2 separate regions of the Pan troglodytes genome follow, and region 1 is linked to region 2. The links are chromatin contacts, called in public HiChIP or PLAC-seq maps. All regions are on one chromosome and are shown on one strand. Each heading gives the region's core, a stretch centred on a gene start, on an enhancer-like site or on the middle of the called end of the contact. The rest is flanking DNA. Distances are from core to core; before and after follow the strand shown.

Evidence for each region. HiChIP or PLAC-seq counts read pairs in DNA pulled down with a chosen protein or histone mark.
Region 1: an H3K4me3 HiChIP or PLAC-seq map of stem cell-derived excitatory neurons shows a contact between it and region 2, with 3 times the contacts expected there. The contact joins the promoter of NUBP1 here to the promoter of EMP2 in region 2. A contact is called at or near these places in 1 of 7 Hi-C or Micro-C datasets (stem cell-derived neural progenitor cells) and 1 of 1 datasets of contacts at active chromatin or transcription factors (stem cell-derived excitatory neurons).

What each region holds. Positions count from the first base shown.
Region 1 is chr18:13,387,723-13,390,626 of NHGRI_mPanTro3-v2.0_pri, reverse strand. NUBP1 (NUBP iron-sulfur cluster assembly factor 1, cytosolic) reads right to left here and starts at 1,579. Exons shown (of 11, transcript XM_016929394.3): 1 at 1,469-1,579; 2 at 1,286-1,390. The coding sequence starts at 1,487.
Region 2 is chr18:13,222,545-13,225,363 of NHGRI_mPanTro3-v2.0_pri, reverse strand. It overlaps EMP2 (epithelial membrane protein 2), which reads left to right and starts at 1,437. Exons shown (of 6, transcript NM_001105239.1): 1 at 1,437-1,520.

The DNA.
Region 1 (2,904 bases), core at 330-2,829, 170 kb before region 2:
CGAGAGCGGGCATGCACCACCATGCTGGCTAATTTTTGTATTTTTAGTAGAGACAGGTTTCACCATGTTGGCCAGGCTGGTCTCGAACTCCTGACCTCAAGTGATCCATCCACCCGCCTCGGCCTCCCAAAGTGCTGGGATTACAGGCGTGAGCCACTGCACCTGGCCTGTCTCCATTTTTGATGAGGAACCAGAAGCTCAGAGAGGTTAGGACTATTGCTGAAGGTCACACCGCATGGATCCAAGAATCAAATCCAAGTCTCTCTCTGAACTCCTTCAAGATTCTCCCCCTTGGCCAGGTGCAGTGGCTCACGCCTGTAATCCCAGCACTTTGGGAGGCCCAGGCAGATGCATCACTTGAGGTCAGGAGTTCGAGACCAACCTGGTCAACATGGTGAAACTCTGGTTCTACTAAAAATATAAAAATTAGCCAGCCGTGGTGGCAGGCGCCTGTAGTCCCAGGTACTCGGGAGACTGAGGCACGAGAATCGCTTGAACCTGAGAGGTGAAAGTTGCAGTGAGCCGAGATCACACCACTGCACTCCGGTCTGGGCTACACGGCAAGACTCTGTCTAAAAAAAAAGAGGGGGGAAAAAAGAAAAAAAATATTGTCCTCCTGCCTCCTGCTTTTTAAGGTCCTTCTGAGCAGGCTCCCTGGGTCCTCTCATCCTGGAATCTGTGCTTCACAGCACTTAAAGCTGCGGTGGTTTAGTTGCTAGCTCACGTGTTTGTTTCCCCTGTAAAGCTAAACTCCACTAGAGCAGTGACCACGCCTGATCCCCAGCTGTGTCCCCAGGACAGCACCAAACCTACGAGGCGATCAACACATTTCTGCTGAATGAGCGGGAGAATCACTCCTCAAAAGGAAGAAAATTGTGTCAAGAAAGTAGCTGGCAGAGCCAGGATGTAAGTCCGAAGACTCCCCGACTTCGAAGCTTATCCCGTTTTTCTCTGCGGTCGGTTATTGTCACTCAAACCTCTGCCCCCGACCCTCTTAATTAATGTCCCTTTCGACTCCGCGCCGGTCAGTCTCCACCCTCCATCCGCGCCAGGTCCTTCGCGCTCGCCTTCTAAAGGCCTCGTTCCTGTCAGTCATTCCAAGCTCCGCCGTCACCCTGCCCACTTTCCACGCCCCGCCCCTTCTGGGCCCCACCCCTCTCCGAATACAATACCTTCTAGCCCGCCCCTGTCAGTCATTCTGCAGATCCCGCCCCCTCCCTCCCACGCCCCGCCTTTTCCGGGCCTGCGCCTCTAAGTTCCCGTTGAGGCCTTGCCCTTTTCTCACCCGGGTCCGGAGTGGCCCCCGCTCCAGAAGCGCACAGCCGCTGGTTGGGGCATCCCTGACATGAAGCCCCTCTGCCCGCCTGGGCGCTGTCGGCCCCTGGACAGTCTGCGCAGAGACAAGACCACAGTTAGAGCAGCTCGCGACACTTTCGCCCCGCGACCCACGCCCCCTCCGCGAGCTCACCGTGAGGCACCTCCTCCATTCCGTCGCCTTTGCCGCCTTCGTGGTCACCGGAACCCGCTGTCGTACATTTCCGCCTTGTGGGCACAATCTGATTCTCCGGCCGCGCGAAATAAGTCTCGGAAAGAGGGGGCTGTGCGCACGCGCGAACCTTGGGCCGAAAGACTGGGACTCACGTCTGTTCCTTTTCAGAGATTTCCTATCATAAATACTTCTGCAGTGCATCTCCTAAGAACAAAGGCATTCTTCATGACCTCAGTGCCATTTTCATACCCAAGAGATTTAATATCGATGCAGTACTAGCCAATGCAGTATTAGCCAATAGACAGTTTATATTTCAATTTCAGTTGTTAGACCCTCTCCCCTGCTGGATTCACTCACTGCCTGGAGTTATTTCTCTTCGGTCTCCTTTAATTCAGATCAGTCCTTCTTTTTTTAGGGGGAGTCTCATCACCTTGATAATTTTGACGGGTCCAGACCAGTTGTCTAATAGAATATCCCATATTCTTGATTTGTCTAATCCTCCCCTCCCTCTTGCCTTGTAATTAGATAAAGGTTAATTTTTCTTTTTTCCTGCAGAACACACTTGGATAATGTCAGTTTGTCCCGTTTTTGGTAATGTGAAGCTTGATCGCTTGCTAAAGGTGGTGTCTGCCCCATTTCTCCATTTAATGTTTCCTTCTTCCATTTGTAATTAACAGGTACTCTCTGGGACCATCTTCTTCTCTATCAGCCTTTCACTCAGTGATTTTAGCAGCATTAGTATATATATATATAAAACTATAGATTATATATATGATAAATATATATCAGTTTTATACCCTCTCTTTTTTTCTTTTTTTTTGAAGACTCACTATGGATTCCTGGATTTTTAAAAATTGTCTTTTATAATCAATTATTATTCTTTCTGGTCGATTTTTTTTCCCCCAGATGTGGCCAGTGAAGCCCCTTCAAGACAGTTCTTGTGTTCTTTGGGCACTAATCCAGCTTCTTTGAGCATTTTCTTGCTTTTCTGATACAAGATGTTTCAGTCATCCCTTCTCCCTGCTGCAGTCATTTCTTCAGGGAGCCTTGGTTACTTTTTAGCAGACAACAGTTCAGAAACCAAGATGTGGATGCCACAAATGCTCATTGCTACTGGAGTGTCATTGCTCACAGGTTTGGCACCTGGAATATTAATGAGTGAACAAACTTTACCTAGCCCCAGACACTAAGAATATGGAAACGTTTGTTGATTTATTTATTTATTTTTGAGGCGGATTCTCGCCCTGTCACCCAGGCTGGAGTGCAGTGGTGGGATCTCGGCTCACTGCAAGCTCCACCTTCTGGGTTCACGTCATTCTCCTGCCTCAGCCACCCGAGTAGCTGGGACTACAGGCCACCACGCCCGGCTAATTTTTTGTATTTTTAGTAGAGACAGGGTTTCACCATGTTAGCCA
Region 2 (2,819 bases), core at 188-2,687:
GGACTCAGTTCATATTAGTGCCTTCCTGTCCCCTCTCCAGCTCCAAACACACACACACACACACACATACACACACACACACACACACATACACACACACAATTATCTTGGGGGATGGGAGTCTTGGTTAACTGTAGAATTAAAGGAGATTTGGCAGGTCAGACCCTAGGCCAACTTGGGAAGCTCAAGGCCTGGGGGAGGGGGTGGCCCTTTAGAGGGGATCTCAAATCCCCCAAGGATCTCTAATTTAGAGCCAACAAGGCCCTCTCGTGACAGAGCTCCTCAGCAGGATTAAAAAAAGATGCTCAACAGAAAATACAAACATGGAGTCCAACCAGAGCACAGGATTGCACAATAAATTAACATTTCTTAAAAGGGTTTCTCATTCTCTTGTCAGTAGCACAAGTCAATTGCCTTGTATTCTGGGGTATGTGCAAGTAACATGAACTTGTTAAATTAAAAGTTTAAAATATACTGTTATATGTTGTGACCCTGTTTTGGAATTTCTTCAATTTGTAAAAATACACTGACTCCCACTCCCTCCTTCCACACACACACGATGGGGCTCAGGCGCCTCTGGTCTCCTCCCCCATCCTCCCAAGAGCCCCTAGAGCAGATCAGCCCTCCCAGTTTCCAGATGGGGAAACTGAGGCTGGAAAGAAAGGCAGTTCCTTTGATGTCATTTCCAGGGACACTAAATACCAGGACTGTGGGTTGAAAGGCTGTGGGGAGTGCTTTGTGTGAGTGTGTGTGTGTGTGTGTGTGTGTGTGTGTGTGTACTGGTGGGGTGGGGGGAGTGAACGGGGGGTCCTGGAAGAGTCTGAAGACTGGTTGCTGGGCATCTCGCACCAAGGCCAGGACTCCAGGTGAGATGATAAAAATAACAATGGCTGACGTCTACGGAGCAGGTACCATGAGCCAAACATTGTGGACGTATTATCACCTTCCGACCTATAATCACTCCCATTCCCAGAAGAGGAAACTGAGACAGGGGAGATTATGGACGAGCTCAGGAAGTTCATAAAAGGCCACAGAAGGGGTTCTAGAGCAGGGAGCCCGGATTCCAAAACTCCTTAGCGAAGAGGAAGAAAAGGGGAGAAGAGGAGAGGAAAGAGAACGAGAGGGATGTGGAAACCTGCAGAGAAGGGAAGCCCCTTGCTCCCAGGAGCCTCCCTTTCTCCCTTTTCCCCCGGGCCCGTGCCACCGGCTCCGCCCCAAAGTTGGCCACAGAGCCGCAGGGAGGCGGGCGGGGACGGTGGTGGGGGGGCGCCAGGGCGCTCCCGGCCTCGGCCTTTCCCTCCAGGGCCCCCTCCTTTCGCCGGCGGCCCCTCCCACTCGGCTCTCCTGGCTCCTGGCGTCACGGCCCGGGAGGCGGGATCGGGGAAGGAGGGGCCCCGCCGCCTAGAGGGTGGAGGGAGGGCGCGCAGTCCCAGCCCAGAGCTTCAAAACAGCCCGGCGGCCTCGCCTCGCACCCCCAGCCAGTCCGTCGATCCAGCCGCCAGCGCAGCCGCCAGCGCCGGGTGAGTTGTGGGCGCACCCAGGGCGCGGGGCGACATCGGGGGGCCCCGGGATCGTGTACGCCCGGGCAGCAGGGACGCGACCCCTCCACTTACTGGACCGGGAGCAGCCCCCGGAATTGGTGACAGTAACGGGAGGGCCGAGGTGCCACCCATGCCGCCGACCTCTGGTCTGCGCCACGCTCGCTCCGGCCCCAGAATTCCACTTCGCCATCCCGGGACAGCTTCCCACGCCTTTTGAGCCGAAGCAGGCGGGAAAAGTTTGGGGAGGAGTCAGGGCGCCTCCCCTCGCCCCGCCGGACTTACACCCGGGGCTCTCGGAGTCCAGGGAGATCCCCAGGTCGCGTGAGGGATTCCCGGGCAACGTCCCCAGACTCGCCTCGCGGGCAGGACTGGTGCGCCAGGCCGGGCCAGCGGGTCCTCCTGGGCTGCGTACCCCTCTAGGCCCCCGCCGCTGCTCCGTCGCGCCCCCGAGCGGCGAGGAGCGACTTCTTGGGGGTCAGGAACGGTGGAGGAGCCGGGAAGCGCTGCTGGGATGACACCTCTCTCCCTGCCAACTCTAGTAGGGCTTGGGGGGCTTTAAAGAGGCGAGACCACACCCATGGGTTCCAGAGGGAGGAGTGGCTGCAGCTCGTAGTGTGTATTCTACGCCCTCCCCAAATCCAGAGATCTGAGCACGCTCCAGGGAGGTCTTTTAGGTGAAGATGTGGGGCTGGACATGGGGACTCCGAAGACACCACAGGGCAAAGCTCTCCCTCCAGGCCAGCTTCAGTTTTGGGGAAGGGAGCACTGCCCCTCCCAAGCTTTGAGGGGGTGTGTGTGTGTGTGTGTGTGTGTGTGTGCACCTTGATCTTATAATTCAGCTGTGTCTAAATAAGGGGCTTGGAGAGGGACTTAAGAAGCCTCCAGTTCAAATACAGTGTGATTCCACTTTTATGAGACACCTACAATAGGCAAATTTTATAGACAGAAAGTAGAATGATGGTTGCCAGGGGCTGGGGGTACCTGGGAACCGGGAGTTACTGTTTAATGGGACAGAGTTTTTGTTGGGGAGGATGAAGAAGTTTTGGGTATACATAGTGGCAATGGTTACACAGTATCGTGAAGGTATTTCATGCCACTGAGTTGTATGCTTATCATCGGTTAAAATGATGATTATGATGTTATGCATATTTTATCATAAAAAATTTTAAAAGCCACCTTTAGCCACCTCTGCACTCCAGTCTGAATCAGAGAGAAATCTAAGAACCGACACATTATTGCTGGGCACCTCTTCCTGGAATTCGGCCTTCAGTTAAGAAA